Linked DNA regions of Mus musculus: regions 2, 3, 4, 5 and 6 are each linked to region 1. Evidence: chromatin contacts called from public ChIA-PET, Micro-C and promoter capture Hi-C data. All regions are on one chromosome and are shown on one strand. Each heading gives the region's core, a stretch centred on a gene start, on an enhancer-like site or on the middle of the called end of the contact. The rest is flanking DNA. Distances are from core to core; before and after follow the strand shown. Region 1 holds the start of Specc1l (sperm antigen with calponin homology and coiled-coil domains 1-like). Region 2 holds the start of Gnaz (guanine nucleotide binding protein, alpha z subunit). Region 3 holds the start of 4933407G14Rik (RIKEN cDNA 4933407G14 gene). Region 4 overlaps Upb1 (ureidopropionase, beta). Region 5 holds the start of Upb1 (ureidopropionase, beta). Region 6 holds the start of Rsph14 (radial spoke head homolog 14 (Chlamydomonas)).

Evidence for each region. Promoter capture Hi-C pulls out the DNA fragments that hold promoters and counts their contacts. A called contact is a pair of places that touch in the nucleus more often than the background predicts. ChIA-PET counts read pairs in DNA pulled down with a chosen protein or histone mark. Capture Hi-C pulls out chosen DNA fragments and counts their contacts.
Region 2: a Micro-C map of embryonic stem cells shows a contact between it and region 1, with 13 times the contacts expected there. The contact joins the promoter of Gnaz here to the promoter of Specc1l in region 1. A contact is called at or near these places in 5 of 39 promoter capture datasets (cranial neural crest, embryonic stem cells, neural stem cells and 2 more), 2 of 484 Hi-C or Micro-C datasets (both in embryonic stem cells) and 2 of 115 datasets of contacts at active chromatin or transcription factors (embryonic stem cells and extraembryonic endoderm stem cells).
Region 3: a promoter capture Hi-C map of pre-B cells shows a contact between it and region 1, with 7 times the contacts expected there. The contact joins the promoter of 4933407G14Rik here to the promoter of Specc1l in region 1. A contact is called at or near these places in 17 of 39 promoter capture datasets (the 3T3-L1 cell line, 3T3-L1-derived adipocytes, the C10 cell line and 10 more), 3 of 15 datasets of contacts at CTCF or cohesin (CD8 T cells, the NIH/3T3 cell line and large pre-B cells), 4 of 484 Hi-C or Micro-C datasets (B cells, Th1 cells, bone marrow-derived macrophages and 1 more), 23 of 115 datasets of contacts at active chromatin or transcription factors (the 230-238 cell line, CD8 T cells, the NIH/3T3 cell line and 15 more) and 2 of 9 other capture datasets (adipose tissue and liver).
Region 4: a contact with region 1 is called in an RNA polymerase II ChIA-PET map of effector CD8 T cells, with 66 read pairs. The contact joins the enhancer-like site here to the promoter of Specc1l in region 1. A contact is called at or near these places in 7 of 39 promoter capture datasets (3T3-L1-derived adipocytes, the C10 cell line, the HPC-7 cell line and 5 more), 3 of 15 datasets of contacts at CTCF or cohesin (CD8 T cells, the NIH/3T3 cell line and large pre-B cells), 4 of 484 Hi-C or Micro-C datasets (B cells, Th1 cells, bone marrow-derived macrophages and 1 more), 23 of 115 datasets of contacts at active chromatin or transcription factors (the 230-238 cell line, CD8 T cells, the NIH/3T3 cell line and 14 more) and 3 of 9 other capture datasets (adipose tissue, liver and pancreatic islet).
Region 5: a contact with region 1 is called in a promoter capture Hi-C map of adipose tissue. The contact joins the promoter of Upb1 here to the promoter of Specc1l in region 1. A contact is called at or near these places in 17 of 39 promoter capture datasets (the C10 cell line, the HPC-7 cell line, HPC-7-derived erythroid cells and 10 more), 5 of 115 datasets of contacts at active chromatin or transcription factors (the 230-238 cell line, CD8 T cells, embryonic stem cells and 2 more) and 3 of 9 other capture datasets (adipose tissue, liver and pancreatic islet).
Region 6: a contact with region 1 is called in a promoter capture Hi-C map of liver. The contact joins the promoter of Rsph14 here to the promoter of Specc1l in region 1. A contact is called at or near these places in 7 of 39 promoter capture datasets (the C10 cell line, cranial neural crest, frontonasal cranial neural crest and 4 more), 1 of 484 Hi-C or Micro-C datasets (embryonic stem cells), 4 of 115 datasets of contacts at active chromatin or transcription factors (extraembryonic endoderm stem cells, large pre-B cells, memory CD8 T cells and 1 more) and 3 of 9 other capture datasets (adipose tissue, liver and pancreatic islet).

Annotation. Positions count from the first base shown.
Region 1 is chr10:75,210,195-75,214,201 of GRCm38.p6, forward strand. It overlaps Specc1l (sperm antigen with calponin homology and coiled-coil domains 1-like), which reads left to right and starts at 1,879. Exons shown (of 16, transcript NM_153406.3): 1 at 1,879-2,025.
Region 2 is chr10:74,965,129-74,969,135 of GRCm38.p6, forward strand. Gnaz (guanine nucleotide binding protein, alpha z subunit) reads left to right here and starts at 2,049. Exons shown (of 4, transcript NM_010311.4): 1 at 2,049-2,254. The region is part of intron 4 of Rsph14 (radial spoke head homolog 14 (Chlamydomonas)); the gene reads right to left.
Region 3 is chr10:75,447,500-75,451,506 of GRCm38.p6, forward strand. 4933407G14Rik (RIKEN cDNA 4933407G14 gene) reads left to right here and starts at 2,011. Exons shown (of 3, transcript NR_045841.1): 1 at 2,011-2,954.
Region 4 is chr10:75,422,347-75,426,353 of GRCm38.p6, forward strand. Upb1 (ureidopropionase, beta) reads left to right here. Exons shown (of 10, transcript NM_133995.4): 4 at 2,147-2,241. Among named protein-coding and RNA genes, the nearest start is that of Upb1, 17 kb to the left of the region's middle. Within about 2 kb of position 2,320, at least 31 of the 459 cell types and tissues checked have an H3K27ac peak or open chromatin away from gene starts, as enhancers often do. A contact at or near this core is called in CD8 T cells, Th1 cells, Th17 cells and 5 more, where this site is marked.
Region 5 is chr10:75,405,238-75,409,244 of GRCm38.p6, forward strand. It overlaps Upb1 (ureidopropionase, beta), which reads left to right and starts at 1,674. Exons shown (of 10, transcript NM_133995.4): 1 at 1,674-1,922. The coding sequence starts at 1,819.
Region 6 is chr10:75,030,792-75,034,798 of GRCm38.p6, forward strand. Rsph14 (radial spoke head homolog 14 (Chlamydomonas)) reads right to left here and starts at 1,762. Exons shown (of 7, transcript NM_001163535.1): 1 at 1,713-1,762; 2 at 323-567. The coding sequence starts at 521. Gm40692 (a long non-coding RNA gene) reads left to right here. Exons shown (of 4, transcript XR_003948909.1): 3 at 1-42; 4 at 3,522-3,687.

The DNA of each region.
Region 1 (4,007 bases), core at 629-3,128:
ATGACATACCTTTTTGAACCTCAACTTTGGCCTCAAAAAATTACCACCTGGGTGGTATTTGGATTGAAATGGTTGAGTTGATTTTGAACTACAAATACCTAAACAGATGGAGAATTAATACCCACTTATTTATATTTGCTACGCAATGGAAGTCCAGGGTTCTGGATAACGTGGTAAGGCCTGTTTAAGTGCTAATCCTATTTGACCTCCATAAAAATTTATAACAGCATATGTTTTGTAGTGGGTAAACCAGAAAGCAAAGGGACTATTATGTAATGCATCCAAGGTTCAAAGCCAGGTTTTGTTTTTGTTTTTTTTTTTTTGGCTCAATGTACTAATGTATTGTGGCTCTGCTGGTTAAGAAGGAAGAATTAAAGATCAAGAGGTACAGTGTGATGCCATCTGTGTATTGAGGTAGTAAAATAGTGCATATCGTAATTTAAATATTTGCTTCTGTTCATAAATGATGTCAAGGGATATTGATATTGAGGAGTGGAAACTATGTGAGGAATTGTAGGGTACTGAATATGTTGAAATGGTGATTTTTGAATTTTGAGGCATGTAAATTTTCTTAGAAATGCATTCAGAGATATTTATTTATTTATTTAGGGGGGGGCTGGAGAGATGGTTAGGAGCACTGGCTTCTTCCAGAGCTCCTGAGTTCAGCTCCCAGCAACCTGTGTACACATGGTGGTTCACAACCATGTATAATGAGATCTGACATCCTCTTCTGGTGTGTCTGAAGACAACAACGGTGTACTCATATACATAAATATCCATATACAAAATCTTTAAATTTATTTATTTATTTATTTATTTATCTATTTGCTAATTTATTTGAGACAGGGTCTCACCATGTGGCAATGGCTGGCCTGGAATTGGCTATATAGACCACGTTGGCCTGGTACTCACAGAGATGATCCATCTTTGCCTCCTGAGTGCTGATATTAAAAGCATGTTCCACTATGCCCAGTGAATCAGAGATTAAATTCTTAAAAAGAAAACATCAAAGAATAATGTTCCGGCTAGGTCTTGTCAGTTTGATCTAAGTTACCATTATCTGGGAAGAGGAACTTCAGTTGAGAAAATGTCTTTGTTAGATTGCCTATATACAAATCTATAGGGCATTTTCTTGGTTAATGATTGATGTGGGAGAGGCCAGGCTCACCAGGATGTGGTGTGACCCCCTAGGGGATCCTGGATGATATAAGAAAGCAGGCTGAGCAAGGCATGAGGAGCAAACCAACAATCTGTGTTTCTCCAAAGCTTCTCTGCTTCAGTTCCTGCCTTCAGGTTCCTTTGAGTTCCTGCCCTGACTTCTCTCAGTGATGGTGTGTGACCTGGGAGTTGTAAGCCAAATAAACCCTTTCCTCCCCAGGTTGCTTTTGGTCATGGTGCTTTTATTATAGTAATAGAGCCATTTACAAATTTAAAAAGTAAAATAAAAACTACACAGGAATTACATAAGCTTATAGAACTCTTTAACTTTATAATGCTAGTGATCTTGTTCCCTTTAATGGGTGGAGTAGGGACCGGTGTTGCTCATGTGCTGGGAACATAATGGGTGCCTGGCATGTGCATTTTTCTCAACTGTCGGGTTCAGCACACTGTAAACATACATTTCAACCAGAGCGGACCTATTTGCCTTGGAGGAAAAACGAGAGACTAGGAGCACTTCCAGCACAAAAGACTGCAGTTATCTAGTTGCACCGCCGACTAGCACAGCGCGTGCGCGGTCCAGAACTCAGCGCGAAGAGGAGGTGTGACAGCTGGCGCCTGCGCAGTAGCAGCCCAGGGAGGCGCCGATCACGGCACATGCGCGGGGAGTAGAAGGGGGCGGCACCGGTGGATAAGGGGCGGGCGGAGGGCGGGAGCCGCAAGGGAGACAGGGCGGGCCGAGGGAGCGGCGCCGTGGGGTTGGCTGTTGCCCTGAGGCCGGACTCAACGGACCGGGCCGCGCCACCGGGCGAGCTCGCCGCCCGGCCCCAGCCCGGAGCCAGCGAGTGAGCGAGGCGGTGCCGCGCGGTAAGAGCCGGGGCAGGGTCTTCTCCGCTTGTGCCGCGGGCACGTTCGTCTCCTCAGCGCCGCCCGCGCGGCCAGGCCCGGGCGGCCCCGCAGACCCTGGCGGCCCCGCGCCTGCGCTGTCCCCCCTCGTCACCCCCCCCATCCCCAGCCATCCCGCGCCTGCGCCGTCTCCTGCCCGGGCGGACCTCACAGCTTGCCCCGCAGATCCCCCGGGAACCCAGGCTGGCGTGGTACCCAGCTGGCTGGGGGTCTCATCCCTGCGGAGAGGCTGGGTGCGACCCTGGTGCTTGTGTTCCCTGTGGTGTCGGGAGAGACCGGGCATTCATCCTAGTTCCTTGCCCTGGGCTGGGACAGGTTGCCTCCCCATCTGGTGCATTGAGGGTGGGGAGCAGGAGCGGAGGTCCCCCGAAGGCTGCGCCCTGCAGTGTTAGGACCTGGCTGTTGGAAGCTGGCAGTGTTCTTTATTCTTGAGACTTGGCTAATTATGTCAGATTGGATGTGGATGTTTCTGTGTGTTGTTGAAGAAATGCTGCATTTTCATTAGAGGCGTGTGTGTGTGTGTGTGCATTTTCATTAGAGGCTTGTGTGTGTGTGTGTGTGTGTGTGTGTGTGTGTGTGTGTGTGAGAGAGAGAGAGAGAGAGATAGAGAGAGAGAGAGATAGATAGATGGTGGCGATACCCCAGAGAACACTAGAAAAGAAATCGGTTTCTGGTGGGCTTAGCCGCCTAAAACCAAACAAAAATTTCTGTGATCATTCAAATGCAGGCATCCTTGATTTTTTGTTTTGTTTTGTTTTGGGTTTTTTTGTTGTTTGTTTTTTGTTTTGTTTTTGTTTTTGTTTTCACTCTCTTGAAGATCAGTCCTAAAGTGCGGCGGGGTGAGGGGGCACCCTTTGACTGTCATGACAGAGAATCGTAAAGTTTGGCCTACACCTGTAATCCCGAGGCCAAGGCTGGATGAGCTCCAACTGGGCTGCAGAGTAAGGCCTTGTCTCAAACTACAAACAAAAACAAAACAAAAAACAAATCGCGGAGCCCAGGAAGGCTTCTTGTCATTCAGGAAGCTAAATCTTGAGGTGAAATCAGCTGTGGACTACAGGCAACAACAGTTCTATCTAAAGGTTTGGAATGAGGCACCAGCGTTGTTGCATAGGCATTAAAGGCACCGTTCGGTTGGTCCTCTTTCAATATGTCAGGAATGGAAAGAGTTTGAAAAGCAATACGCCTGTGCTGAATTCTGTACAGACTCTTTTTTTTTTTTTTCTCTTGTCCTTTCCTTGTACTGGGATAATATAAGCAATTGACGATGGAAGTGTACTTGAGGGTTGAGTCGTATATGGATAACTTCACTCTCCCATCTTTGGTATTAAGGGCATGGAATATGGCTAGATAAGTGTTTTATAGCTAAGCTATATCTACTCCCCAGCTTGATAAAAATTGAAGTAATGTCTCAAAATATCCAACCAATATAGAAGGGGATATGGAGAAAAAAGTATGTTGGTCTCGTTACATTTTCTTTCCTATTGAGAAAGAGCTGATGCCCCCTTCCCTTTTTCCCCCTTTTAAAAATGTCTCATTTTCCCTTTGGATCTAGTGTACACCAAATAGTGTCCTAACCTTTTGAAATTTTAGATAGCTTGAGAATGCTTTGTATGCTTGTCTGTGTATATCCCAGGTATGTAGGAATCTTCTTGACATTTTCAGCAAGAAAGTGATTTTTTTTTTTGTACCATAGAAAAGCAGTATGAAGGTGTCTTTGTATCATTCAAAATATCAGTGTCAGATGCAGAGAGGAGAGTAATTATAGCTAAAGTGAAATTTGCTCAGGGTGTGTACCTACATCTTGTTTTCTTGACATGTGACTTGTGAAGTAGAAATTGGCTTTCTGACTGACTTGACAGAGCTCATTGTTCAGATGACTCAGGTATCGAAAAAGGTCAAAATTCCTATGAGGGTCGAGTTTTCTTATATACAGGACTTGC
Region 2 (4,007 bases), core at 799-3,298, 240 kb before region 1:
AAACTAATCTTAAACTTCTCTGCTGGCTCTTAAGCCAACCTCCTCAATCTTACTAAAAGGCCATTAGCTAGTAGTCTTGCAGGTTTGATAGGCGCCAGTGTGCACAAGTTAGCCTTTCTAAAGGTTCTCGCTGAACCTCACGTCCCTTCATGCCCACCCTGGAACTCACCTCTCTCTGATATCCTTGCTCAGCCCAAGCATTTTTCTTCAAAAAGCTAGCCCACTGTTCATTGTTCTCCTTTCTATATGCTCCTGAAGCCCCACTGGATTGCCATAACGACATAGCTACAAGAACGAATGATCATGCTTTCTACATGCTCTCCCTCCACTTTACAGCTTCCAGTGTCTTCTTTTTTTATAATTATTATTATTATTAGTAGTAGTAGTAGTACTAGTACTAGTATTTTATTTATTTACATTTCAATTGTTGTCCCCTGGTAGGGGTCCCCCCTCCAAGAACACTCCCACCCCCTCCCCCACCCCCACTCACCCACTCCCACCTCACCCTTCTAAAAAGGTGAGAGCTATATGCTATAAGTATGCAAAGTGTGGAGGCCACCAGTAAAAGACCACATGAGACAAAAGCCTCTCACTTTGTGGTAGTTGCCAGTGTCAGGTCCAGCAGACCCCAACCAGCCCAGGTAGACTGTCTAGGGACTAGCCTCTGCTCCCTCGCCAGGAATATTGTAAGTTCCATTGCAAATTCAACTGTCAAATGTAATTCCTACATTGGTTTTACCCTCAGCAGAAGGATGAACTCTGCCCCCTGAACCTGCTGCAGAAACTGCCTCTGCCCAGCCTAAATCACTTGCTAAGGTGTATTTCCTACATACATTAACCCTCTGAAGAGTCGATAGTACAGTTTTTGACAGATTAGGAGACTGACTCTCAGCCAGGTTCCAGTGACAGACTGGCTGCACAGCCGGATGAGTTGGTAGAAATGCTCTTTAGCCATTAGCAAAAGTCCTTCGGTCCTTATTGGTCACTGTAGCAAGACAGGTGTCTTGACTGGCTTCAGTAGTACCCATAACCAGTACCTGGTCCCATCCCTAAAAGTTTAGGCAGCCCTTTCACAGGTGGGCTGTCTACCTGGGGTATGCAGTACAACAGTCAGCCACTGCACAATTGAGACAATCCCACGGAAAGTGGTGTGATGTTGTCCTGCCTCTGGAGCGTCTAGCTGGCAAGCACCAACATTATCGTCATGGCTCCCCATCTCATCCTGGGCTCTAAGGCACATATGCTTAAAGTTACAAGGATGGAGAAGGCAGAGAGGCACTATTGTGGTGGCACCTGGCCTGAGTCTTTCTTGTACAGGAGTAAGGTACTACCAGCCAAGACCCACAGACGGACTCCTCCTGATGAGAGTAGAATCTCACAGCTAGGTTCGTTTGTCAAAGATCTGATGTCTCCTGGGGAGTTTCCAAAGAGGTCAGGGGCTTCATTGATCTGGGACCCTTCGGCTTCTCTCTGTTGCGGGGGTCGACTCCCAGAAGTGCCCCTACATGCTAAAAAAGGAGAGCAGAAGAGAGGGCGAACCATATGCTGCGAAATCTCTCCAGCTTAACCCATCAGGGTTTTCTCGCGCCCTAAAGGATTATTGACATTATCCAAGGAAGCCTGGACGACAGCACCTTGCAAAAAGACATTGTGGGAGAATAGGTTGCCAGGGCTGAGTTCGAACCCCATTTGAGGTAGGGCAGGAAAGCCAGCGTGCAAGGAACCGGGGCTACACTGCTCTGAAGGTGGGTTTCCCAAGATGCTAGAAGTAGCTTCGGGAAGGCTCGGCGCAGTGCAGTGCCACAGTAGCTGGAGCCAGCAGCGCGTGCGGTAAGGCGGCGCGCGCACAGCCGCGCCCCTCCCCTGTCTGTCGTTATTGGACTACTCGCACGTCCGTCGGCAGTTATCGCCCAATGGAAAACGAGCCGGAGCTAGTGGTCGGGCGGCAGCGCGTGGTGCGGGGCAGACAAGCGGCAGACCCCGCCCGCGGTTGGCCTGGCAACGGACTGCGCTCGCGACTCCGCCCCCTGCCGGCGGCGGCGCGGTGCGGGGCGGGTGGACCCGCTTGCAGGCGGCGCGGGAGGGCGGAGGAGGGAGCCAGGGCGGCGGAGCGTGTGTGCCACCCGCGGACCGGTCACGTCCTCGCGCGGCCGCCGGCACCCGCTTCGTGCAGAACCAGGGCGCCACAGCCCTACGCTCGCGGCCCCGCCCCGCCGGGTGCAGCTCGACCGACGCACGAAGCCGCGCCCGGGAGGTGAGTGAGTGAGCGCACCAGCGGCCCCGGCGCGCACAGCTGAACCCGGGGCTGGGGGCGCGGCTGGGGCGCACCCCACCCCCACCCGGGTCGGGGCCTGGGGCCTTTGTGCTGGGGACCCGAGATCTATAGGGCTAGGGGTGCAGAGGCAGGGATGCCCCTCCGGGTGGGAGAGCCCGCTAGGGGTGGGGTTGTCTGCTAGGTGGGCAGGGGGTGGCTATGGCCCAGACAGGTGCCTTGGGAGGGAGGAGCGGCGGCCCAGTAACCCTTGGAAGGGGTGGCTGCCACCTGACGAAATTGGGCAGGGGGTGCAGAGGATGATGTGGGACCACTGCACGCCCTGAGCGGGTGCGGAGTGCAGGCGGGCGATCTGCAGGAGCGACGCCAGGCGGGGGGTCTCTCTCCGGGGGTCCAGGGGTACAGGCAGCCGCAGGTGTCAGGAGCTTGGCCTTGGGTAAAAAAATAAAAAAATAAAAACGGGAAGAGAGGGCCCTGAGGCCCGGTACAACAGCTCGCTGTTCTCGGTCATCGCTCTTGCAACGGAGCAGGTTCCTTGGAGGCATTTGGAGCCAGAGATGAGTATCGACCTGCTGCGATTGTAATGTGTTCCTGGCTCAATATTTTTTCCCTTAAAAGGCGGTGGGGTGTTTGGGGAGGGGTGTGAGGGCCTCTGCTCCGGATCCTGCGGTGAATCTATGGGGGCTCTGCCTTTAGGGAGGTGCTGAGCCTATCTGGATGGAGGATGGCAGGAATCTGCCTAGGCCGAGAATTGGGGATCCTGTTACAGAGAGGAGGATGGGAAAGCAATGCCAAGTGAGACCAGGGTTCCCTGGAGTGTGAGTCTCAGGGTGGAGGGACCAGCCTGGTAACGATGTCGCCTTGTCTGTGGAGGAGATTGGGGCAGGACCCTGAGCCTTGACACTCTTTTCTGCCCAAGTGGTTTCTTAGCGCTGAGAATCATCATCTAGGTCTGCTAACCTGGCCCCTGTCTAGAGGAAGCTGCTTGGCCAGATTCAATTAAGCAAACATTTACTGAGTACTGGCTCCCCTAGGGCTTGTGCTAAGGTGGAAGGGTGGGAGTGGACTGGGCCAGCCCTCCCAGGACTGATTCACCTTCCTCAGGGGGAAATAGGGCTGTGCTCTGATAACCAGGCCTTCCTTCGGTGCAGTGCAGGGGGGCTTGGGAGGGGCCTGGGAGAGAGATACCCCGGGCTCAGGTCAGACCTGCCTATGGGCAATGTAACGTTTGAACTGGAGCTTGAAGGACACGGGCAGGGTCAGAATGGGCAATGTGGGCAGAGGGAAGAGAATGAATGGAGAGGCCCAGGAACTTGGGCAGCTGGCTGGGTTGGGAAGGAGCAGGGGAGGGATATTGAGGGAGGGAGGAGTCAGGACATGGATGAGGGAGGGGTGGGTGAAAGGCCAGAAAAAGCACAGGAAGGGAAATGGACAGAGGCACACCATGGCTGTCTGACCATGTTTGTGGGGCTGTCTCGGTGGAGACCACAGCCTCCGTGTCTATAAAAGGGAAGGTTCTGTGACCCCTGGAGCGTAGTTGTGTTAGAGAAAGAACTTCAGAGACCAGAGAGGGCTCCTGGCCACCTGGGACTGCCCTTGCAAGGCACCTTGTTCCTGGCAGAGCCAAGGGCCCTGGGTAACCAACCCACCCAGCCCCCTGCCCAGCCGAGATGAAGTCACCTGCTTTGAAGGAGACAGTTTTTTTAGCTGGTGAGTCTGGAGTTGGGAAGTTTTG
Region 3 (4,007 bases), core at 761-3,260, 240 kb after region 1:
AAGATCAAAGTAAGGTTTTCACCTTTGCCTGGCAAGTACTTTTACCCACGGAGCTATTTCACGAGCCACGTTCTTCACTTTAGGGAGAATTGTAGGGACAATATCCTTTTGAAATTTTATAGACGTTTAACTCTCGAGCCCATTTAAGATTAAAACCACAAATGTCATGAAGGGCGGCAGCTGCAGCAGGTGTCCACATTTGGGTGCTGCCCAGTGTTTGTGAGCAGCCAAGTGTGGGGAGCCAAAGATGTCTTCAGTGTATGTCAGCCACGTCAAGGATCTACTCTACAGATCCATGGGAACGTTATCTCTCTAGATGAGCATAATTACGAGACCATCACAGAAATTCACAGCTGGATACAGTGCAGAGATCAACAGATTGTGGGGAGCCAAGCAACAACAGACACATAGCTACATAGCTCCTGCATCTATAGCTTGGGGGGGGGGGGCGGAGATTAGGAGATTGAGACTGCCAGGAAGTCTGCTGTGAGACAGTCTCTCCTAAAACAGCTACATAAATAAGACTGGAACAATCACAATAGCAATGGGCATATTCACATGAATGGGGGGGGGGGTCATTTCACAGTCTCTCACTCCTACACAAAGAACTACAGGCAGCTGTTGACTACTGGGCTGTAGCAGGAATAGTGGGACAGCCTCTAGGGGCCACACAGCCCCAAACGTATCTCCTGCAGGAGAACCTAATTGAAGACTACCTGAGAGACCAAGGATTGCTGGTACAGACAATGCCAACCAATCAAGATCTGCTGTTTAGAAAAGGTGCTTCCTTGGGACCAACGAGGGTATTAAAGGAGCTTGCAGCAGTGTTTAGAAAGCTTGCTGCAGCGTTTCTCACGTGCTCCCAGAGTCTCCGTTGACTCTGCACTACCTCAACACCAACTCCCAAGGGCAGGTAGGGTCAGGCAGAGAGCAGCCCAGGGCACAGGCAACACTGGGAAGGAGTATCAGCCTCTCCTAAGAGGTGAGAACCATTTGATTCTCCAATGCAGGGTGGTCAGCCTTGAAACCATCACTCACAAACAACAGAAACAGACTCAGCAAGGTATGTGTGCGTGCGTGTGTGTGTGTGTGTGTGTGTGTGTGTGTGTGTGTGTAAGAGAGAGAGACAGACAGACAGATTATCAAAAAGAAGCTATCAAGTTGAGAATGTGAGCCCATGGGAGAGGTTTGAGGGAAGGGACCTAGGAGGGGCTGGAGAGAGGAAATGAAAGGGAGAAGTGTTATAATTCTATTTTAATTTAAAATGTTTTCTTTTAAAGAAAGCAAGCTGAACACTATGGGAGGCAAGCCCAGTAAACCATTCCTCCATGAATTCCCGCTTCAGTCCCTGCCTCCAGGCTCCTATCTTGGGTTCCTATTCAGACTTCCTGCCTTGACATCCCATAATGAAGGACTGAAATGTTGAAGTGTAAGCCAAATAAACCCTTTGCTCTCCCAACTTGGATCAGATCATCCTATTTATTCAACCAACAGGGGAGCAAACTAGGGCAGGAATCCAAGGCTATCCTAGATTGCATAGCAAGCTCAAGACTAGCCAGAACCAGTGAGACTCTGCTGCAAATCAAGATCTAGGTAAGTAGTTCAGAGGCACAGTGCTTGTCTGGCATGCGCAGAGCCCAAAGTCAGTCCCCTAGGTCTGCTTTCTGTCTTCCCTGAGCGGCATTCCAGTGGCGAGGCAGATGCACAGCCAGACAGAGCCCTGATCTAACAACAACATGTGTTAGAGACACAGGGGACATTCGTGAACAGAGAAGAGGCCATGTAAGGACACAGAAGGCAGCCATGGCACACCCATAAAAGAAACCTCAAGAGAAGCCAAACCTGCCCACACCCCCATCTTGAACTAGGAGCGACTAGAACTCTGAGGAATAAATGTTTGTTGTCTAAACCACTCCTTCTGTGATGTCACATTATGATTTCATTACACAACTAACATTCTCTCACTATGAGTTCATACACACACACACACACACACACACACACACACACACACACCTACCTCAGCCAGAACATGTGCTCTTACATACTCAGGGTGTGTAGCTATACAGATACAGTTCTAGGAGGCATCCATGCCAAGAGAGGGAGAGGGAAATACTGCCCACTGGCCAGGATCAGTTGTTACAATGGAATCCAGTCTAAGTATACAATAAGCTCCTGAACTTTTAGGGGCATGGGAAATGAGCTGTCTGCTCTCAAATGCCACATTTGCCTTCTTGTCTATGTATCCCAAGTCCCTGAGGCTCAGCAGACTCCCAGAGTGCATAAGGAGATTCCATCAGTTGGGATACACAGGTGTATGACTAAGTCTCAATTTCCAGCTTCATTTTATGCTGGGTGCTTGAAAAACTGTTATTTATTTAAAAGGGGGAGGGTCATTAATTTCACATCTGTATTCAGTCAAATGCCCTTCCCCCACATGCTCTGTAACTGTTAAGACATAGCTCAAGGATAAAATTTAATTCTCTGGCTTGGTATTGAACACCTAGTCCAAGGTTGGCCAGTCAATTGCTATAGTTTCTTGTTAACCTCTGACTAAATTACAAAAGAACACGTCCTTGAAATCTTTCTGACACCCATGTGTATATTTAAATCCAATCCATATGGCAGGATATGATACAATCTTCTAAGACAGACGGTGCAATGGTCACTGTCTCTTGGTATTCACATTCCCATATGAGAATTAAAACTAGTAACTTTCTTTGAATATAAAGCACAGGGAGTTTCTTGGTTTACAACAATAAATTCCTTCATCGAAAGCTGGGAATAGCAGGAAGCCGAAATGCATTGCAAACGTCTGTCCTACTGAATGTAATAGCTCAGGACAATTGTATTAGCCTACGGATGGGAATAATCCAACACAAAACACGTTTGATTCAAAGCAGTGCCACAGGTCCCACAGTGGTTGCATGTGCGCTCTTCATACCACCTGAAAGGTAAGCGTTCTAAAACCTGTACGTTGAGGACTGTCTGGAGAGCAATCATGGTAGGTGGTGTTCCTGAGATGCGGTAGCCAAAGGACCAGGGCTTCTATCCTGCTCATTCAACTGTTTCGCTGTAAGAAAGTGTTAGAGCTGTCTTATAGAGAAGCCTGCATCCCGGGATCCAAACCCTACAAAGGACCATGTCAGTGAACTTGACAGTGGAGTCCCTTCAACCCCATCCAGCCTTTAGGATGAGAGCTCAATTATAACCTGAGGCACCCAGTTCTTGAACCTAGACCCTCGACCACAGAAATGGTCGGATAATACGTTTGTTGTCTGAAGGCACAAATATTAAAGTAATCTGTTATGCAGTAACAGACAGTAATATCCAATGTAGCATAATGTGTGCCACAGCAATGGACATCGGAAACACAAGACCCGACTCCAATTCTTCCTCTGACTTCTTGCCTAGAGCAACCTTTGCCTGACCTGAATGTGAGAGAGATGTTCTCATGGGTCATTTTATACACCACTGTCACGTCTTGCAACCTCTCTTGGTTTTGTCCTTTTGAGAAACTGGAAGCCCGGAACCACTTAAGTTCCTTTTGGCCTTTTGTTTAGACAGAGCAGGTGTTTGGACAAACAGATAAAAAAGTCGGTTTTGAGAAGTAAGAACTGTGCCAAAAACAAGCTGTTTGTTCGTGTTTGGAAGAAGACTCGAGGAGCAGAATTGAAGCAGATGTTCGGTCTGGGAAGAATTGGCTTCTGTCTTTATCAAAATGAGACTTCAGTGGCAATCACGAGCAGCCAGTCCCCCTTGAAACTTGTTCCTGGTGATTTCGCCTTCTTCATGGGCAGCCTAAGCCCCATTGGCAATTGTGACCGGCGACAGAGAGAGCAGCTCTTGGACACTCTAGGTCACTTGAGAGGAAAGGAAGCCAATTATTTTCTCAGGCCTTCTTGTCTCAAGGTTATTCTTTTGGGGGTGTCTGCAGCGGGACTGGCTGAAGCCTGTTTCCTACACGTAGCTCCACTTATTAAAACACAAATCACACACACAACAAG
Region 4 (4,007 bases), core at 1,070-3,569, 210 kb after region 1:
CTTCGTTGGGAACATCTGCCAATGGATCAGAGTGGATGACAGTGCCATCGATATCATGTTAACCCTTAGGACCAGGCTTACTGAGACCAGGACAAACGTAAACTTCTCTTTCTTTGATGAGCAGGGAGGAGGATCCCAATGGCTTTGCAAGGTGTGAGAATTGAGCTGCCCATTCTCACGTCGGCTGTTGCCATGATTCCTAAATAGGCCCCAAACACCGTGCCGATGCTAGGTAGATACCACCAGACCGTGTCATGAGGTGATGTGTTTCTTGAAAATTGATCAGTTTGGAACCAGACAAGCACTAGCAAAAACATCTAGAAACATCCGTTCAGCTAGACAGTTCAAAACGAAAGGAGGTGGGTTCGTATAAGACAGGGAGCTAAAGACTGCTGAATGGGTCAGTCATCATATGCATACCTCAAAAACCAAACAAAGAACAGTAACAATAAACCAGTGAGCCCAGGAGAAAACAACCGGGGTGATACGCAGGGAGTATGAGCAGCAAAGAGAGGACAAATCTAGGGTTCCCAGGAAATATGCAGCAAGCTACTCAGTATGACTGGTAATGAAGAACATTGTTATCTCTGCAGTACTGAGACGGAATCTAGCTAAGCCCTGAGTATTCTAGAGAGGGGCCCTATCAGTGAGCTGCTTCCAGGACAAGGAAGACATGCAGACATGCTTAATCATGATGAGGTATCCATTTGGTTAACATCGTGGTAGTTATAAAGATAACTGCTTTACTACAGTATTTCACATTTGCCCAGTGTGGTGGTTTGTATGTGTTTGGCCCAGAGAGTGGCACGATTAGGAGGTGTGGCCTTGTTGGAGTGGGTGTATCACCATGGGTGTGGGCTTTAAGACCCTCATCCTAGCTGCCTGGAAGCCAGTCTTCTGCTAGCAGCCTTCAGATGAAGACGTCGAACTCTCAACTCCTCCTGCACCATGCCTGCCTGGATGCCACCATGTTCCTACCTGGATGATAATGTACTAAACTTCTGAATCTATAAGTCAGCTCCACTGGCTTATGTTGTCCTTATAAGAGTTGCCTTGGTCATGGTGTCTGTTCACAGCAGCAAAACCCTAACTAAGATACCCAGGGTAGTATAACAACATCATACATAGCTGAGAGTCTCAGGGTCCACTCCTAGTTCAATCCTTCTGACTCATTGTTTTAGTTAGGATTCCTGTTGCTATGAAGAGACACCATAACCGCAGCAACTCCAAAGGAAACCATTTCATTGGGGCTGGCTTACAGTTTGGAAGTTCAGTCCATTACCATCATGGCGGGAAGCATGGCCACATGGAGGCAGACATGGTGCTGGAGAGCTGAGAGTTCTACATCTTGATCCTCAGGTAGCAGAGGTGAACTGTGAACCTGGGCTTAAGCCTCAGAGACCTCAAAGCCTACCCCTACAGGGACAGTCTTCCTCCAACAAGGCCATACCTATTCTGAAAGGGCCATACTTTTTATTGGTGCCACTTGCTGTGGGCCAAGCATTCAAACACAGTCTATGGGGGCATTCTTATTCAAACTACCACACCCCGTACAGAAAGGTGCTGTTGTGAGCACCATATGTATGGAGATGACACACATTCTTTACTGTTCCTATATACGTATCCAGTGTTGGGAAGCAAGCAAATGCAAAGAGGTGACTTTAGGTTTAGGGACATGACTCAGTGGTCGAGCACGTGTCTAACATGCGTAAGACTCTGGGCTTAACCCTCAGCACTGAAAACATAGAACTCTGGTGGTATAGACAGTGATAGAATGGTTAGTTTGCCCAAAGACCTAATTTTGAATTCAGTACCACATGCATGCACTCATGTTCATTAATTTAATTAATTTCTACTGAACTAAGTCCCTGGCAAGGTCTAGCTAAAGATCCTGAAAATGATGCCTTTGTCTTTGGACATCCCCCTCCTGTCCAGTAGTTTCCAAACTTTTATAGGTTTATTTCTGAAAAAGCTTCCCTGTCCCCAAAGAAAAAAGATCCCAGTGGTGACTTGCTCTGGCCTGAGGATACCCTCTAGGGGTCACCTCATTCGTTCCTAACCTACCTACCTCTATCTCTCTCTGTCTCTCTCTGTCTCTCTGTCTCTCTGTCTGTCTCTGTCTCTGTCTCTCTCTCTCTCCCCACAGATATGCCGTTCGCTTTTTGTACACGAGAGAAACTTCCTTGGACAGAATTTGCTGAGTCGGCCGAGGATGGGCTCACCACCAGGTTCTGTCAGAAGGTGACCTTAACTGTGCTCCGGTAGCGGTGGCTGGCCAACCCACGCGGGCTGCAGAGCACAGCCACAGCTGTCTGATGTGCCTCTTCAGTGTGGAAAATATTTACCAGAGAAGATTAGATAGTACTTGGACACTTTCATTATTGTCAGGTTTACTTTCATTTTAAGTTTGTAGTTTCAGAGCTACAAGGGCCCTTCCTGGCTTTACCAGTGACAAGCTGCAGCCCGGGGAGAGATGGTTTGGAGTGACTTCATGGAAAATCTGTCAAATGATGGAGCTGCCACTCCAGGATGAGAGTCATTTATCTTCTCTAGACCTTTGCCCTTCCCACTTGCCGTAATTGAGTGAAAGTTTTAACACACAGTCTGTCTCATAGTGTAGAGATTGTTTTTTATTTTTCCTAACCAAAACATCGTTATATATGAGATCTGATCCCAATTATAAAAACTGTCCAGAACACTCAAATCTCTAGAGACAGGAGAGAAAAAAAAAAGTCAGGTCAAAAGGGTTAGGAAAGAAGAGGAGCGTCTGCTAATGGGTGCAGGGAATCCTTTGCAGGCGGTAAGAATGTATCAAAATTAGCTCGTTATAACCATTGCACAACTCTGGGATACTGAGCACCAGCAGCATATATATCACCTTATAGGGATGATTCTGGGTGGGCGGTGGTGGCTCGGGCCTTTTATCCCAGCACTCAGGAGGCAGAGGCAGAACGATCTCTGTGGGTTCTAGGCCAGCCTGATCTACAAAGTTCCAGGACAGCCAGGGCTACACAGAGAAACCATGTCTTGAAAAAGCAAAAACAAAAGAAACAAACAAACAGAAAAGCAAACAAACAAACAAAAAAACAATGGATTTATTCCTTTGAACTATATTTCAGTAAAGCTGTTATGAGAAAAATCCATACTAGTCAAGAAATTATGAATGGTAATGTGTCTTTATTCTCAGCTCCAACAGATTTCTGTTCTCATTCAGACTTTGTATCATGCTTAAGGGGGTTTGAGACAGAGTCATAATCATAGTGATTTTTTAAAAAAGGTGGGCAGGTCATGGAGATTTAGCTCTTGTGCATGGATTTGCATCCATATCTCCAGAGTGGTTTTTCCCCCTTTTAATAAAAGCAAGTGCAGTCTCTTCTTTCTTCGTTCTCCCACCCTCCACTAGGACAGTTCAGCACAGTGGCCCAGGAGTTGCTGGATGCTGCATGTTTGACCTTGGACCTGGACCTCCAAGGAAATAAATCTCTGTTCTCTATGAGCTACCCAATCTCTCTTATTCTGTTGTAACAGCACAAAACAGACTAAGTGGCAAGGTATCTTACTATAGCCGAGAAGAATAGTGATAATTCATTAAGAGTTTTTTTGAGATGGGTACTTACTCTAGGTTTAGTATCCTGGAGCTCTCTAAATATGTCTCCCAATCTATTCTCAAACTCTTAACGTTCTCACCCCAGCCTGCCAAGTCTCAGGACTACAGGTATGAACTACCATACCAGACTCGATTTTACTTATTTTTTAAAAATATCGTTCAGTTATTCTTTGACAGTTTAATACATGTGTATAATATATATTGATCCTATGCACCTCCAAGCTCCTCCCATTCCACAAGACACACCCCCAACATGCCCCCTCCCCCAACCTTTGTGTCCTCTCCTTGGTTTTGGTAATTCAAGAGTACAATTCATTTTTTTTCTTTTTTTTTATTACGTATTTTCTTCAATTACATTTCCAATGCTATCCCAAAAGTCCCCCCCCCCCACTCCCTTACC
Region 5 (4,007 bases), core at 424-2,923, 190 kb after region 1:
TTGGGAGGCAGAGGCAGGAGGATTTCTGAGTTCAAGGCCAGCCTGGTCTACACAGTGAGTTCCAGGACAGCCAGGGCTACACAGAGAAATGCTGTCCCAAAAAAACAAAAACAAAAACAAAAGGTTGGTTCTAGGACCCCTAGCAATCCCAAATCCTGGAAGCAAGAGTCCCTTCTTTAACATAGTGTTGTATTTGCAGATAAGCTATACCATCTACTTTAAACAGTCTCTAGATAATAATACCTAACTATGTCAAATGTGGCACAAGCTAAGGTCATCTGTGAGGAGGAAACCTCAGTTAAGAAAATGCCTCCGTAAGAAGGGGCTATAGGGAAGTCTATGGGACGGACATTTTCTTAATTAAAGGTTGATGGGGGAGGGCCAAGCCCACTGTAGGTGGGGCCACCGCTGGGCTGGTAGTCATGGGTTCTGTAAGAGACTGAGCAAGCCATAGGGAGCAAGCCAGTAAGCAGCACTCCTCCATGGCCTCTGCATCAGCTTCTGTCTGCAGGTTCCTGCCCTCATGGCTTTTGATGAAGAACTGTTATATAGAACCGGGGGCAAAATAAACCCTTTCCTCTCTGGGTTGCTTTTGGTCATGGTGCTTTACCACAGCAATAGTAACCCCAACTAAAGGTAAGCTTAATCCAGTGTAAGTGCTATATAAGCAACTGACACATTGTATTATTTAGGGACTAATGTGGGGAAGGAGAAAATCCTTACAAAACGGGCACAACTTGGAGGAAACTTTTTAATCAAGTTTGGTTGAATATGCAGCGGCGGGATCTACACTCAGAGTGCCAACTGTCTCTATGTCTTTGTCTCTACTGTCTTTTTGTTATGCTTTGTGAAGTCTCCCACACAAATCTCTCAGCTTCTAGAAAAGGAAGACACTAGAAGCTGTCAGAGAACATCAAAGCGGTGATATAAATATCTTCAGCCACACCTTCTAGCAAGGTGGCGATGCTCTACCACTGAACTAAACTGCGGCAAGTGGTCACCGCATTCCAATTCCACAGATAAAGCAGCAGATGACCCGAGTAGCAGGATAGCTCCCCAGGTCACAGGAGTAAATCAGGGTCTGGGAGTGCTTCCCTGCCACCCCAGCTCCCAAGTATATGGCCTCTGTAAGTTACAGGGAACAGCAAGAGGGTCTTTCTCCACTCTGCAGCTGGCAAAGCGCACATGTGGGCATGCATACCACAAACGGCAGAGATCCCAAAGCGGCATCAGAGTACAGAGAGTAACCTGCTCGGGATCCCATATTCTGCAGTACTGATTCCAGGGAAACCAAACTTGCTTCTGACTCATGTGATTTGTGGCTCAAAGGAAACCAAAGGCCTGGTATTATCATAGTGCCAGGACTCTGGACTGGCCCCTGAAATACTCAGATGCCAAAGTATTGCTTCTTGTGCCCATCAGCAGCCCCGTGTAGTAGTGGGCCGGCGTGGCTGGCTGCCCTGTTCTGCTGACCCAAACCTAGGTAAAGTTACTTCAGCCCATCAAAGATCTAAGGAAGAAGGAGGAAGAAGGAGGCGCCTGTGTTAGGGAAAGCCTCCAGGGGCGACCTGCACTGATCCAACCTGGTCACCAGAGAGAGCGCCAATAGAAAAGGTCTGCCAGGAATGTCCTGAGCATGTATTGGCTGCCCTCCATAGAGGCGTGAGGAGGGTGTTGCCAGCATGTGAACCCTCCTCACAGAGCACCAAATCCCGTGCCTCTGGAGACCTGCCAGGCTGCTGCCTCCTTCTCCCCATACTCCAGGCCGAGGGCAGGCCATTCGTGTGGGACATCAGTCCCTGCAACCAGCTTCTGGCCATGGCGGGACCGGAGTGGCAGTCCCTGGAGCAGTGCCTGGAAAAACATCTGCCGCCTGACGATTTGGCCCAGGTGAAGCGAATTCTCTACGGCAAGCAGACTAGGTCAGAAACCCAGATGCTGAGTTTGGGGCTTTTGGAGTCACCCATCTGTGGGCTGGAGGAGCAAGGGGAGGGTTTCTCGGATGCGACTGGCTCAGTGGGGGCAGTGATGAGGAACCCTGTAGTTCACTTGCAAAGGCCACATGTCGTGAGAGATGAGAATCTTTAGGGAGGTGACTCTTACAAACCATACTTTCATTGCCCCAGACTCCTTGCTTCCCCAGCCCCGCCCCCGCCATCGCCCACCTTGTGTGGAACAAAATAGGACCGAAAATGAATGTGTCTCTTAAAGCTATCTCCAGGGCCACTCCAACTTTCCTCCCCTCCCTAAGCTACTAGCTTTGCCTCAGACCGCAGCTACCTGGTGGGGGGGGGGGGGCTGTCCAATACCTGCAGTGAGGGTCTCGTGAACCATCCTTCCTAGCAGCTTGGAGATAGAGGAATACTGGACCAAACTAACTTTCCAGACAAGAGAATTGATAACTCAAGTTTTCCCACTCTGGGCAAGCTCACCAGATTTTTTTTTATTCCTTTTGTTTTTATTAGAGTTGGGCATCTGGTATAACAGGTATAACAGAGCTGGAGGAAAAAAATACCCCTCCCTCTTGGTCTTCAGTTTCAATCTATTTTTCTGGAGCAATCAGAAAGTTGTCTTCAAATGGACTGTTTCCTTGTCCTTTGCACAAACGCTATAATGGGTTTTCTAGGCTGTTAGAACAGAATGTGAACTCTGACCTTGCTAAACCTCTGTCCAACTCTTGCTTATATTGGCCTGCTCAGGCCTTGTCCAATGTAGCTTGTTTGCTCTCTGGACTGCATGCCGGTGACCCTGCATTAGAACCTTGATCAGCCAAAGATAATTGATGAAATCACTGGTTCCTGGCAACCTTAGGGTTCCTACAGGGAGGCCCGATCCACTAAATCTACCGCAGCAAGTGGGTGGTAGAAGAACTTCATTGGCATTTTGTTAGCTCCCCCACCCCCCACGCACACGCACACACACACACACACACACACACACACACACACACGAAACTGTCTCCATAATCTGTGAGAGGCTAGATGACCCTAAAATGCTCTCACTTTCCACCGTACTTACAAGATCAGCCAGCCATGAGGATGGGGGATGTAGCTCACTGGCCTGCTGGGCATGCCGGAGGCCTGGGTTTCCACAACCCCATGCAAAACCCCCCAAACAACAGCAGCAATACATTAGTTAGATGAGTAGTGTTAGAATCGAGGCTTCCAAAGAAGATCAAAACAAAAACAAAAAAACAAAGCAAGGAGCATCTTAGCCCAAATTCTAGGAATGCTAATTATTCTGTTTTAAGGGTAAAGTGAGCACGTTATCCTGAAAGATTTTGTTGGTGTCTGAGGTAAAATCAAGGGTTATTATGAAGAAAGAAATATTTCCCATAGAAATGACTGGTACACATTCGAGGTAGGACTGAGGCCAGGTCAGAGATTACCGAGTAAGAGGGTTTATATCAGCATTTGGAGAATCACAAAGCAGGGCAGAATTGTAATGGAGGGCACAATGCTAACTGGGGCTAACCTGTGCTAACCTGGGACTAACCTATGCTAACCTGGAACTGCCAGGTCCTAACCCTGGGCTTTGGCTTCCAATACCTGAACAAGTTCCTTTGCCCATTTCCCATTCTTCTCTTAGGTTCTGTTCCCTGATGAAATTTTCACGTTCTATCTCTTAAGGTGTGAACCTTCATGCATGCTTAGTTCTTACAACTGGGTGAGTTTTGGCTGTGAATAGAATTTCCACCTGAAGATAGGAAATTATTCTGTCTTTAAAATACTTAAAAACCCCTCCCACTTAAACTCCTGTTCATTCTTCAGAGGCCAACTTGTACATGGCTGGTTCCCCAAATCATCCTAGCCCTAGATTTCTGGCTGTGCCCAATATACACTGACAATGTTTATTAAATATTTGATAAGTGAGAAAGCTACATAAGTGTGCATTGCCTGCCTACACCAGACAGACGAGACCCCCAGAGAACAGAACCAAGAAACATTCATTAAATTCATTAACCCCTTAAACATTTATTGCTCACTTTCTTGTTTTTGTTTTTATTT
Region 6 (4,007 bases), core at 512-3,011, 180 kb before region 1:
CGGGTCTGGGATCTGAACTCAGGTCCTCTGGAAAAACAGCAGGTACTGTTGAGCACTGAGCCATCTCTCCAGCCCATCCTATTTAACGTATTGATTAAGCAACCTTAGATTCACACCCCTCCTGAACACTGAGTTTCAGACCTGTAAATTGAAAATGTGTCTTCTCTTGGGGGTAGCGCTGCACTTGGGGGCACGGCTGGCCTGAAATCCAGCTTAATAAGTAGCAGCTCTTACTCCTGATGCCATCTGATGTCTGAACTACATCAGCCCCTCCCTCCCCCCCCGCCCCCAGCCATGGTTACCGGGTGTGGGATGCTCTCACCTATGTTGATGGCCTCGTAGACATACTCAGGATCGTGCATGAGGTCACACAGAGCCACTAGGGCTTTCTGCCTTGTCAGGAGATCCCTTGACTGTAGCTCCTCATTAAGCTTGCTCAAGGCCCGGCAGCCATAAGCAATGGCGGCTTTTGTGGGGTCGATGTCAGGAGGCATATACATGGAGATGCGGGCATGAGCCATCTTTTCACACCTGCCAAAGGGCTTTGAAAATGAACCTCTGTAGAAACTGCTAATAAAAGAACAACAACAACAAACACACACAGAAGAAAAACTGTCATTATTACTATTATCAGGTAGAAGCTTATCCATCTCAGCCTCAAAACTGTCTGTGAAGACAAACAGGGTGGATACTTTCATCTGGATTTACTGATGAGCAAACAGGGGCTGACCAGATTTCTCAAGGTCACGGCACGGGTGTGGCCCAATGACAGAAGAAAATGCTTGGGATACTTGGTAGATTGGTTCCTTAGTCACAGTACCAAAGACGAGGGGGGGTTGCGGGGGGGGGGGGGATAGGCCAGCCAAGTAAAAACCAACATGTGTTCTCCTTTGATGCTCCTGCTTAGCTGGTGACAGCAATAATTTGTGACTGCCAGTTAGATAGATACTAAACTGCTTAAAAAGAGCTGTCCATGTAAGGAAATAGATTTTTGGCTAGGGAGTTGGTAAAGCTAGAAACTATCAAATAGATGCCCTGTTCCTTCCTGTTGGGGACATGCTTAGAACACTTTTGCAAGAAGGGTTAAAGAAGGATTTCTTGTCCCCCACACATACACTCTTTGAACAACCATAGGCAATGTGGCTTCAGGGTTAAGACTGGGATATAGTCCAGGTCCACGGGCTATCCTTGACAAGTCACTCCCTCTTCTATATGCATCATCTCTGCAGCTGAAGAGTTAGGTATTTCCTTTCTGCCCTTCCAGCACAGCCATATAACTGATACCCATGAGCCTGGCTGGACAGAACTTAGAATATATTGATTGTGGTTATTATCCTGATCACTATTGCAGAACCTGGCAGGACTCAAACTCTGAAGTTAAAAAACAACAACAACAACAACAACAACAACAAAAAAAAAAAAACCAACAAAAAAAAAAAAAAAAGAAAACAAAACAAAAAACCAAGGCAGGCCACCAGCCAAGACAAGGAGGAAAAGCCCCAGACTGGGAAGGTAACAGCCATCTCTAAAATGGGGTTCACTCCAGGGGATCTTAGTCTCTGGGACATGGGCTGCCCTCCTATAAATGGCACACACTACAGGAATCCTGCTACCAGCAGGAAAGGCGAGACCCAGGCTGTGAGGGCACCAGCCCCGTGTGAATGGAACTGGGTGGGTCAGGAAGCCCCCTATGCCCTGTGCCAGGCACCCACCTCACAGCTGCCTCACTTGCCTCAGTGCGTGAAGTCTCCTGGTGTCTGCCAGCCAGAGCGCTTGGCCCATTACCAGGCGACCTGGTTGCTAGGAGACTGCCAGCGTCTGCAGCTTCTCGGTCAATACTCTGGGGAGCCAAGGCGCAGGCGCAAAAAGACTAAGGCTAAGCCCAGTGAAGAAGGGAAAAACAACATAATTTTACAATGTTACTATGAAGAACAAAGACAAGTCTCCTTAGTGGTACAGATTTCCTGTGACCTTTGCATGCTTTGGGCCATCCGGGTGAAGGAGTAACTTTATACAGTTCAAGGCTAAGAATCTCAAGGAAATTCAGTTGCTCTCTCCGAGTCACGTAGACCTGACCCCAGAACTGCCCGGTCAGGGCCCATATTTCTGCAAGCTGATCCACCCAGTACATACTGGCTGAAGTGGTTTTCTAGGCCCCCAACACCACCTGCCTAACATCTCCTTTGGCTCCCCAAAGACTGTCTCCTCACCGAGTCTGGGTGGTGGTGCATGCCTTTATTACCGGCTACATGGGAGGTAGACACAGACAATATAGCAAGACCCCATTACACTCTCCATACACATAGGAGGGCCCCACCTAACCCCCCTCCCATATACATACAACATACCAAAACCCTGCCTAGTGTACTACACATGATATAGCAAGCCCTGACTAACTTCCCTAACATATACACATACGCCATATGGAGACTTTACATAAACCTGCATGTGCGCACATGCGTGCACGCGCACACACACACACCCTAAGACCTTGCACAAACTCAAACACACACAGAATGTAACAAGACATCTGTCTGACATCCCCCATAGACACAACTCAGTAAGAGCCGCCTAACCCCCTTAACATAGCAAGACCTTGCCTGTGTCTGTTTCATTTACTGCCTCTCTGTACCAAGCATATGCCAAGAAGCGTTTGATAAATGCAAAATGAATGACTTATGGGCTTGAGTTAAGAGTTACAATTTAAAAGCATTTTTTCTGCAATTCACACATTACCAAATGTATTAGTTACTCTTTCCTCGACGTGAGAGAATGCCTGGGAGAAGCAACTTACGTGAGAAAAGCTTTTAGTTTGGCTTGGAATTTCAGGAGGTCTGACCCACCGGTGCTTGGCAGACTATGGCAGTGGGAAAATATGAACTATGAACCAGGGATGGAGAGGAGAGGAGAGGAGAGGAGAGGAGAGGAGAGAGGATAGCTATTTCTAAGGACTTCCCCTCAGTGACTTGGCCCCTCCCACAGTCTGACGCTTCCACCATCGGGGGAGCAAGTATTCAAAGCATTGTAGTTTCCCTTGTTCTTAGTCGGGTCAAAGGTCACTAGGAGAGAGGTCACCCATTGGGCACATGAGACAGTTTTTTTGTTAGTATGACGAAAAACCAGACAAAAGGCAAATTGAGGGGAGAAGGATTTATTTCAGCTCACATATTGAGGGTATGGTCCATCATGGCAGCAAGGCAGGACAGCAGAAGTGACTCTGAGATCTGACACTTCACCTTCTGGTAACCCGATGGAACTAGGCGCAGGTAAAGGCGAACGCTGGGGCCCAACTGGTGCTCAACTTATATTCAGGGTAAGTACTTCTCAGTTAAAGCTCTCTGGAAACATCCTTACAGACACTCGCAGAGGTGTTCACCTGAGGGTAACTCTAAATCCTGCCAACAGTGATGCTCAAATATGGCAGACTGAATAATAGTTTCCCATCAGTTGGACCTTCCAGCAGTGTCGGCCCTATTTCCCATGCTGCACTGCTGGCGTTTCTCTTTCTCTTCCGGTCCCAGGTGCCGCGAGCGCTGCAGGTTACCGTGCAGACATGGCCAGGTCCAAGAACCATAGAACCAGTCCCAAAAATGGCTCAGAAATGGCGTCAAGAAGCACACACCTTTAATCCCAGCACTTGGGAGGCAGACGCAGGCAGATTTCTGAGTTCGAGGCCAGCCTGGTCTACAAAGTGAGTTCCAGGACAGCCAGGGCTACACAGAGAAACCCTGTCTTGAAAAACAACAACAACAAAAAAAAAAAAGAAAAGAAAAAAGAAAAAAAAAAAGGAAAGGAAAGGAAAGGAAAGGAAAGGAAAGAAACCCCAGCAGTCACAAAGATACGAATCTTTTAAGGGATTTGACTGCAAGTTCCTAAGGAACATGTGCTTTGCCAAGAAGCACAACAAGAAAGGCCTGAAGAAGATGCAGGCCAACAATGCAAAGGCAGTGAGTGCGCGTGCAGAGGCCATCGAGGCCCTGGTGAAGCCTCAGGCCATCAAGCCCAAG